Linked DNA regions of Mus musculus: all the other regions are linked to region 2. Evidence: chromatin contacts called from public HiChIP or PLAC-seq and promoter capture Hi-C data. All regions are on one chromosome and are shown on one strand. Each heading gives the region's core, a stretch centred on a gene start, on an enhancer-like site or on the middle of the called end of the contact. The rest is flanking DNA. Distances are from core to core; before and after follow the strand shown. Region 1 holds the start of Ncoa1 (nuclear receptor coactivator 1). Region 2 overlaps Ncoa1 (nuclear receptor coactivator 1). Region 3 has its middle 22 kb from the start of Gm31938.

The links. Promoter capture Hi-C pulls out the DNA fragments that hold promoters and counts their contacts. HiChIP or PLAC-seq counts read pairs in DNA pulled down with a chosen protein or histone mark.
Region 1: a promoter capture Hi-C map of second pharyngeal arch cranial neural crest shows a contact between it and region 2, with 3 times the contacts expected there. The contact joins the promoter of Ncoa1 here to the enhancer-like site in region 2. A contact is called at or near these places in 9 of 39 promoter capture datasets (the 3T3-L1 cell line, 3T3-L1-derived adipocytes, frontonasal cranial neural crest and 5 more), 9 of 484 Hi-C or Micro-C datasets (B cells, bone marrow-derived macrophages, conventional dendritic cells and 3 more), 1 of 115 datasets of contacts at active chromatin or transcription factors (fibro-adipogenic progenitors) and 3 of 9 other capture datasets (adipose tissue, liver and pancreatic islet).
Region 3: an H3K27ac HiChIP or PLAC-seq map of SST interneurons shows a contact between it and region 2, with 4 times the contacts expected there. The contact joins two enhancer-like sites. A contact is called at or near these places in 2 of 484 Hi-C or Micro-C datasets (bone marrow-derived macrophages and nephron progenitors), 1 of 115 datasets of contacts at active chromatin or transcription factors (SST interneurons) and 2 of 9 other capture datasets (adipose tissue and liver).

Annotation. Positions count from the first base shown.
Region 1 is chr12:4,475,833-4,479,154 of GRCm38.p6, reverse strand. Ncoa1 (nuclear receptor coactivator 1) reads left to right here and starts at 1,973. Exons shown (of 23, transcript NM_010881.2): 1 at 1,973-2,383.
Region 2 is chr12:4,341,819-4,344,734 of GRCm38.p6, reverse strand. It overlaps Ncoa1 (nuclear receptor coactivator 1), which reads left to right. Exons shown (of 23, transcript NM_010881.2): 4 at 233-338. The coding sequence starts at 250. Among named protein-coding and RNA genes, the nearest start is that of Ptrhd1, 110 kb to the right of the region's middle. Within about 2 kb of position 1,319, at least 9 of the 459 cell types and tissues checked have an H3K27ac peak or open chromatin away from gene starts, as enhancers often do. A contact at or near this core is called in SST interneurons and second pharyngeal arch cranial neural crest, where this site is marked.
Region 3 is chr12:4,500,537-4,503,911 of GRCm38.p6, reverse strand. No RefSeq gene overlaps it. Among named protein-coding and RNA genes, the nearest start is that of Gm31938, 22 kb to the left of the region's middle. Within about 2 kb of position 1,866, at least 17 of the 459 cell types and tissues checked have an H3K27ac peak or open chromatin away from gene starts, as enhancers often do. A contact at or near this core is called in SST interneurons, where this site is marked.

The sequences.
Region 1 (3,322 bases), core at 724-3,223, 130 kb before region 2:
CCTGATGCCCAGGGAGGCCAGAGAGTATGTCATATATGCTGGGAATGGAGTTATAAACAGCTGTCAGCCATCATGTGGGTGCTGGGAATTGAACCTGGGTCCTTTGGAAGAGCAACCAGTGCTCTTAACCACTGAGTCATCTCTGCAGCCTGAGAATGGCTTAAAGTTAAGACAGAAACTAATAGTTAAAGCTATGGATACAAACCAAATCAACTTATATGAGAGAAGAGGAAGGAAAGACAATTAAACATACCCCCACGCCTCCCAAACACACAAAGGAAAAGACAAGAAAAGTGTTAGTGAAACAAAGTTCAGAGAACAGGTAGAAAGAATGAGGCACAAAACAGGAAGAGGGGAGAGTAAGAAAGGAGGGGCTAGAAACATCCAGTTAGAAAAACCAAGATAAAGTTGATGTGCCCACCACAGTTACACATCAGCAGTTCCTGAAGTCTAGTAGAGACAGGAGGACTGCCTATACTTGGCTCATTTGTAAGCACCAGAGGGCCGGACAATGCACTTTGCACAGGGTAGATGGTATTAGACCAGGAAACAGACTCCACAGGAGTAAACTAAGTAGAGATAGAGACCTTCAAGCACTTCAGCTATTAATAAGGCTGTGGATTGTGCAGGTGGTACTGTAAAGAAGGTGAGGACAGGAGCTAATCAAATGCACTAGGGTACTGACTTTGATAAGAATCAACGGAATGAACACAGGGATGGAAGGATGACTGCATAAAGGAAGGCTGAGTATGGTCTGCTGGCTGCTTTATAACTATGACCAAGACAGGAAGATGAAGGCAGCACAGGGCACTCAGCAGTAGTAGGGTGAAGGTACCTGCTTTGTGAAAGAAGTCACAGGCTGTCTCAGAGAGGGCCAGCGAGATGTCAGGTTTGACTTAGGGAAGGGACATGGAGGACTTAAGGATTTTCACAGGCTGCTTTGGGGCATCCAATGCAGGATGGGAAACAGCAGAAAACAGCATCACAAGTCAGCTAAATGAGGACAAGAACTCAGGGAAACAAAGATGACCGCACAGCACTTCCACGGCCAGAGAGAACAGTGAGTGGTACATTGCAGGTCTTGGGATAAGAGCTGCTTTCCAGATAAAGTGATCAAGGCTCAAGGAGCTGTCCTGTGGCTGCTTGATTCCTCCGGTGACAAGGAACACTACTTTTGAAAGTAGCATTTCCATTATAGAAGAAAAAAAAGGAGGTTAAAAAAAAAAAAGATGTGGGTCCCCCCTAGAGGGAAAAGATCTGTGAATGACAGACATTTTAGTCAATTCATGCAATTGTAGAGCCAGACACTGTCAGTCAGATCTTTTCATCTGCAAAAAGAAAGGGGGCAGATGATCTTTCTTTTCCGTTGTCTAATAGTCTGTGAAATCATCTAGGCAAACCACCTCTCAAATCTTACAGAACACAACACCAACAACAAAAACGAGGCCCGAGGGATGTCTCTTACTCAAAGTAAAACAACTCGCGAGTGGAAACAGGCCCAGGTCAGATTCCTCTGGGATCCCCAGGGCCTTCAGGTTGCTCCCCAACTTTCCCTAAACTATAAAGAACATCTAGAGGCCATAGGTCCCACAGCCCGCTCAGGGACGCTAAGGGACACTCTGGGGTTCGAGGCTTCCTGGCAGCAGAGAGAACTGCCCCGTGGGGAGGGTCCGTGCGGAAAGAGTTCGGGCCTCCTTTCTCACACTTCCTTAAGACTTCGGGCCCCGGCGTGCCTGCGGCCGGCAGAGGGCGCGGGGCGGCTTCACGCTGCGCGGGGCTGGAGGGGTCGCGCTGCCCGGGGCGCGCCGTCGGAGCCAGAGGGCAGCGGGGCTCTGGGCCTGTCCGCGGAGGGGGCAGGGGTGAGGGCGGAGCCGCGAGTGGGTGGGGCGGGGCTCGAGGGCGGGGCGCTGCGGGCGGGGCACGGGGGCGGGGCCGCGAGCGGGGGGGCGGCGGCGGCGGTGGCAGCGGCGGCAGCGGCGGCGGCGGCGGCGGCGGCAGCCGTGGAGGAGGAGAACATGGCGGCCGCGGAGAGCGGCTGAAATGCCTGTTCTTCAGGCCGGGCGAGCGGGAGACTGACGCGATTCACCTCGTCCTGTCGTCCGTCGGTCGGAGCGCGGCCTCAAGCCCTTCGGCTGCAGTTCGCTGCTGTTCCCTCAAGCACAGCTTGTGCCGGGGTGGTTCTGCATCCCCCTGAAGTGGGGGGACTCCTGCTCCGGAGGAGGGGGGCCGGAGAGCCGAGGCGGCGGCGGCGGCGGCGGGCCGCCTGGGCCCCGGGGACGGGCGCCGGGCCGGAGGAGCGGCGGAGTCCGCGGCGGCGCCGCCACAGTCGCGAGTGAGCGCGGCGCCGGGGAGCGCGGCCCAGAGGCGGCGGCGGCGGAGGCAGGTGAGTGGCGGCGGCGGTGGCGGCGGTGGCGGCGGTGGCGGCGGGAGCCTCGCGGTGGGTGCAGCTGTCACGAGCCGCGCGGCCGCGGCGGCCCTAGGGGGCGGGGAGCAGCCGGCGCCCTCCGTCCTGGCTTTGCTTGCTCTGGGACCCATCTCCCGCTGCCACTTTTCTCGAGTTCCCTCGCTAGCCTGGCGCGGCTGCAGGGGGCGGAGGTCGCAGCTGTCACGGCACCAGCTGGGGGCTGCTCGGGGCGAGCGGCGCGCTGCAGAGCGCCGTCCCTGCGGCGCACTCCAGTTGCCCTAGTTAGTGGAGTGCGAGCATCCGCGGAGGGCGCGCGGCCCGGGGCCGGGTGGGGAGCGGGCGCCCGGAGCCGCCGCCGAAAGGGGGAGCCGGAAGTAGGCGCGGGCGCCCCTCGGCCCCGACGAGCAAGCACGGTGACCTTGGCCAGCCTGTCAGCCTCTCTGAATCTTGTTCACTGGGACAGCGAAATGGGGGCGACCTAGGCATGCCTTTCTGTGGGTGCAGCTTTCGACGGCCCCTTTGCCTAGCCTGGCTGCACTTGCCTTTCTCCCTTTGGGACCAGGATTTCGGAGGTAGGAATGGGCGGATAAAGGAGATTTTCCTCTTGCGGCTGGAATTTGGTCCCTTTGGAAGGTTCTGCTGAAAGGACCTAGAAAGACAAGCAGCACACGTTGGTCCAACGATTGTAGGTAGGGCTGGTTAATGGTCAGTGATGGAACTTGAGCTCTCCATAGTCGCTTGGAAGAGACTCGGAGAAACTGGACACCGGGGTCCTCGGTCCTTACCACACCTCTGCGGTGGCTCGTTTAATTTTATTTGTATATACATTAAAACAAAACAAAACAAAACAAAAAGCAGTCACTCCCATGGGCCAGACACCCTGTAGTGTGACGTTGTTAGAGGAAGACGGAGGGATTG
Region 2 (2,916 bases), core at 70-2,569:
TTTGTTTCACTGGCTTAAAAGTAAGCATAGTAACAAGTAGCTGGTGTCCCTGTGGTCTCCTTGGAGGCCGGGGCTTCTGTGATGGCTGCGGCCACCTCGTCACTGTTTACAAGTTTTGTTGGGGTTGTTTTGTTTTGTTTTCTGATGTTTAGAAATAACAAGGGAGCTTCCCCTACTCTCATTTGGTTAGAAAGGTCATGAGAGATTTATTTTTCTCACCCTCCCCATTTAGGTGTGAAGTTCATCAACATGAGTGGCCTTGGGGACAGTTCATCAGACCCTGCAAACCCAGACTCTCATAAGAGAAAAGGATCGCCATGTGACACGCTGGCATCAAGGTAGGAATGCGCTCTGTCTCTGGCAGAGCTTTTTTGGTCATTTCTTCAACACTTTGGACTTTGTTTCATCCACTCCATATTGAGTGGCCACCTGTCTCCTCCTGCTCATTCAGTACAGTCTGCCCCACCCCCACCCAGGTCTTTGAATGTGTTTCTCCTTTCTTCCAACTTGTATCCTCTTTATTTCCAGTACTAATCTGTAGCTGTTACTGCAGATGCTGTAGTAAGCCATTACTTCCTTAAAGAAAGGCTTCTCTTCCTCCCACAACTAGTAGCTCAAATCTTTCTTTTTATTTATCTGTTCTGTACATCATTGTGGCTTTGATTCATAGTTATTGGCTGTTGCTAGAGTATATGCTCATTGCATAAATTCTTAGCTTCTTCGTTAGGCTGTATGCTGCTCTAAAGTAAGGGACCTATCTGCTCTTGCTCAGCAACACTGTATCCCTAGTTCACAGTGCAATATGTATCTTTTAACTAGTAAGGACAATAAATCCTGGATAAAAATTTCTATTGAACATCTTTAAATGCCATCTTAGGAACTAAGAAGTACATTGTTATAATATTTATATTAAAATAATTATTTGTGCCATTAACTACTTACAGTGTTTATTAAGCAGAGGAAAAGAAATTTAGTGCTAAGGGAACCCTAACAAGTGCCAGATGAAGGAGAACCTCAGAGCAAAAGCGTTTTCTCAGCTAACAAGAGGAAAGTCCAGATTTTATTCCATTTGGCTTCTAGGAGCTACATCAAATTTCTTCAGTTTCTGCACTATTAACATTTTAAATCAGAAAATTATTTGCTGTGGAGACTGTCATGTATTCTGTAGGATGCTTCCTCATGTTACTGCTTGTACACTGAAATGCCAGTAGTATCCTAGTTGTAGGAAGAAAATGGTCTGTAAACATTCCCAGATGTTCTCCAGGGGCAAGGAGAGCAGAACACTGCAGCTGATGCTGACACTGGTCTCAGAGAGCTGCAGCAGCAGCAGCCTCACTGCAGCTAGGAATGCCTGCTTCTCTCTCAGGGAGGGAGACAAGAGGGTTTAAAAGACCGCTCCGGCTAGAGACTGGAAAAAGGGAAGTGACCATTCCTCATAGGACAATCACCTAAGTGCTTAAGCACATGTGTCCAGATGCTAGGATAAAGGTACATGCCAAGATGTAAACCAGATGTGTGTTATCCAAGGACATTGTTCATTTCTGTATATAAATTCAGTCTTTCCTAAAGGAAAACGTAAGGATAAATAAAATATTCGCTTTTATGTTTAATTTCTCATTTGAGGAAAACTTGAATATATAAGAACAAATACTAAAAAGCTATATATAATAGCCATATAAATTTGATATATTGCAATATTAATATTTTATCATAATTGCATTTTTCCATTTTTGTCATTTCTTTGTTTTGTTTTAGACAGGGTTTCATTCTGTAGTTCATTCTAGCCTTGAACGTGGGCCAGTCCTCCTGCATCAACTTGAGGGGAGCTGGGATTCTAGGCATACACCATCATGTCCATATTGTACTTTCAAATTGATAGTTATTAATGGATATGAATGCTAACAGCTGTGGGCATCAATAAACTATCTACCTATTGTGCTGGACAATCTTCTTTCTTGTGTGGCTTATCTGTAAATTGCCTTTGTTTTGTTCTCTGTGTGTCTGTGCATCTGTACATGGTAGCATCATTACAGATACCAAAATTTTTATGTATTCCTTTTTCCTCTTTTGATGTTTTGAGATAATTATCTTGATGTTTGCTTGAAAGATATTTGAAAGCACTGAATCCTTCAGGTTTATATGTATGGGCTTCAGTTTTAATAAAGCAATATCTTTGATATGGAAAATCAGAAATTTATTACTTTGAAACTGTGTATTAATGCCACCTTGCAATGCTTCCTCTGGTCTTATTATTATATGCTCTCTCCCCAAACAGACTATGAGCTCATTAATCATAAAGAGCATCTGTTAGGCCTCACAAGGTATTGCCAGCCCTGTGGCAGAGCCAAGTATTACTGTCTGCAGAGCCCGAGGCAGAATGACTTCTCAGTTAAACAGTTTCTTGTGGTGAGGTAGCTTCTATCTCTTCAATGAAGGTTAAGGTGTTAGTTTTAAATGGTGGTTAACTATGCTTTATCTTTCTTAAGCATTCCCAGCTTAACTCAACAAGTGCTTATTAAATGCTAACTGTTCAGCCAACACCATCTGTGTGCTGTTATAAGGATGGATATAAATGAAGTGAGAGACAGGTTTTCTATCTTTGAGGAGCTTACAGATCTGGCCACGCCACTAATTCTTCTTAAGTCCGCCTGGTTCCCCATTTTCTTAAAAATAAAGCATTGTAATTAAAGCCATACTATATGGCATTGATTGAGCTAATAGGGCATGCCAAGAACTTAGCAATGCATCTCTAGCTTTCTTAATATCACAAACACTAGGAGGTAATTAATGTCATCATCGCAGTGGTGCAGATGAAGAGATGAAGCAGAGAGGTTAAACTCTAGCTCACTTGTCTGGGGTTTGATAGCTCGTTAGCGCCTGGAAGTTTCAGCCTGCGCTCCTGAGCAATGTACCAGG
Region 3 (3,375 bases), core at 617-3,116, 160 kb before region 2:
GGAAAAACACGAGTTGAATTTTGAAAGGTTTAATCAAAACAGATGGCAGAATATCTCAGCCTGAGGGAAGGGGAAAAGTGTCTCAGAATCCATCTGATCTGGGATCCCTTGTCCTGGCTTCCTGGGTCCCTGGGTACTCCTGTCTCCTGGCTGACTGATATGCAGGCTGGGTATCAAGATAGGAAAAATGTGTGGTGTGTAAAAATCTCTGTGTGTGTGTGTGTGTACATGTATTATCAGATAATGTGTACATGCCAGACTCTTAAGAATTAATGTTGTTGAAATGCCTTTTAAATTAAAATTACTGTAAATATTGTTTTGTTATGCATAGTATCTTTACTTTCAAATTGACTTTAAGAAAAATAACCAGGCACTGGAGAGATGGCTCAGCAGTTAAGAGCACTGTCTGTTGTTACAAGAGACCCCCAGTTCAACCCCCAGCACTCCTGTGGTGGTTGACAACCATCTGTAACTTCAGTTCCAGGGAATTTGACACCCTCTTCTGGCTCCCATGGGCACTGCACGGATGTGATGCAGAGACACATGCAGGCAAAACACCCACACTCATAAAAATAATATTTAAAAATGCCTTTAAGATTTGAAAGGAAAACGTAACCAGTAGAAAGTTTTATTATTGTCTTATCATTGTCCACTCTGGGGGATGGAGAAGGGAACTCTTATGTTTTTCTACTCTATATTCTCTTCTATGTCAGCCGCTTGTCATTCAGTCCTTAGCATAGGGTAAGTGTGTAAAGAAGGGATCGTTATTCATTGTTACAGAGGAAGATGAGGCCCACAGAGGTCTCACACGATGCCCTAGTGGTGTGCATGTGGCAGAGCCATGACTGAACTCTGGCTTGCTTAGCATCTTTCTGGAAATTCCTGAGGACTTCTAGCTCTAGCTCTGCCACTGCAAAACAGAGAAGACCTGGATGGATTATTCTGCCTCCTTTGACCTCAGTTTCTCCTCTATGTTGTGGGGGGGGGGATGGGGGGGGATGGGGGGGATGGGGGGATGGGGGGATGGGGGGATGGGGGGGATGGGGGGGGATGGGGGGGATGGGGGGGATGGGGGGGGACCAGGGTTTTCTCAACTTGTCTTCCTTCCATCACGTGGGCATGTGTGGTGTGGGAAGTGAATTTAAGTAATGATAAGCTCTATGCAGGGGTAACATTCCACGCTTCTTGTTCAAGGCCTCTGTGCCCTAGTCTTGCCAGGCTCTCTGTATTCTTTTGAATGACCATATAGTATGCTGAAGACAAAACTAGTTGGTTTAAAAGAAAAAAAAAGTCCATGAAGTATAAAATGCAGGGAAAAGTTAGAGCATTGAGATGCCAGAGTGATTACATTTATGTAACAAAGTCTTAATGTGCGCCTACTAAGTGCTATGCACTGTACCAATTGGTGGGGCTCTTAAACAAATCAGGGCCTAACTATTCCAGAAGGCATTGGAAATGTATAGTCAAGCAAGGAATTCTATCTGGAAGTGACATTTGAAATGAGGTTTTAGCTGACATTCTCCATGAAAGCCCACTTCCTAATTTTATATCTTATTTCTGCTTCAAAGAAGTTAGGGCATTATATATTGCTCTTAACCTGCTCTGACAAATATATCTGAGGCATCTGTCCCCATTGTCAAGTCTCCTCTCTGAAGACTATTCTTTCCTTACTGCCTCTCAGCTTCCTGAAGATTTCTGAGGTTCAGATATGAACCCCAAAGTAGATAGCTCAGAGGAGGAAAAAAAACTGCTTGGATTTAAATCTTTTATCATTCTGCCTTTTGTGGGCTGCTCTACTTTATGGAAATGTGCTGTTGGCTGATAACCCAACTGTCTGCCTGCAGATGGTGGTGCTACTGTGAGTGGGAAGATAAAGCGGCAGGGCAAGAGAGGCAGCTGCAAAGCAAGAAAGAAGCAGAAAGAGCGACTGCAGGGAGCCCAGCTCCCACGTTTGTCCCCTTATCTTAAGGATGATCTTGAATTCTTCCAACCTGTCTCAGCAAAAAAGGGAATCTCCCGCCACCCCCCAAAAGCTGAACCTTTAGATGTATATGCCTTAACACACTAACACACACACACACACACACACACACACACACATACACACACACCACAACACATTTTCTCACTCTTAAAATACTGGTTTAATTGGCTCACTAATCTGCCTTCCACACTTCTGGGCAAAACTAAATTCTACTAACTTGGAAATCTGTTACCCAGGGTCCTTGGGTGAGGGGTTTGGGAGGATGAAGGCTGAAACAGAATTGAAGAGACACATTCCGAATAGGTGATAAGGCCAGGTATTTATAAAGCTGGTAAAACAAGGACAGAACCATAATCAAACAGGGCTATGAAACCCTGCACAAACCCAGAAGGAGTTGGGGGCAGGGAAGAAGGTGGTGGTCGGAAGGAAGGAGAGACAAAGATGGTTTTGTAGTTTCATGGAGATCCTGAATTTGCTCCTAGGTAAGGACAAAGGAACTTAAGAAAGATTTGTTATGGCAGTGGGAAGAAGTATTTGGACTTGATGTTGGGGTCAAGGAAGAAGAGGGATCCTGAATGCCAACATATACAGTAGATGAGCCAGTCAGGAAAAGTCCAGGGTCAAGGGGACCTAAAGAATTTCATTTTGTCTTTGTTAGATTTGAGTTGTGTTTGATTACAGAGGTCTGGAACTCAGAGGACAGGTTTGAGTAGAGGAATGAATTTGGATGGAAGCTGTCCAAACGCCTATGGGATATGTGTGTACATATATGTGTATATATATATATATATATATATATATGTGTGTGCATGTGTATATATGTGTATGTTAGTGTATGTGTGTGAATGTGTGTATGTGTGTCTATGTGTGTTGTGTGTCTATATGTATATAAATCTGTGTATGTGTATGTGTATATATGTGTGTGTACATGTGTGTATATATATATGTGTGTGTGTGTGCATTTGCTTGTGTGTATATGAGTGTGCATATATTTGTGCTTATGTGTGTGTATGCATGCATGCTCATGCGCACACGCGTGTCTGTGTGTGTGTGTGTGTGTGTATGACTGCAGGTGCTCCTGGAGGGCAGAGGTGTCAGATACTTCTGGAACTGGAATTCCAAGTGGTTGTGAGCTGCTCAGAGTGGGTGGTGGCAACTGAACTTGGGTCCTCAGCAAAAATAGTCCAGAATTTTAACCACTGAGACATCCCTCCAGCCTCACACACTATGGGGATGGATATGATCACCTAAGAAGAGAGTACAAAAGCACTTGGTCTTCATTTTAAAAGAAGATAAAGTGGAAGGAGTCAGGGAGTGGCCAAATAACTTGTCATATATATTCATTTACATCAGTGAATTATGGCACTAAAACTTAAACCAAAGCCCATAGC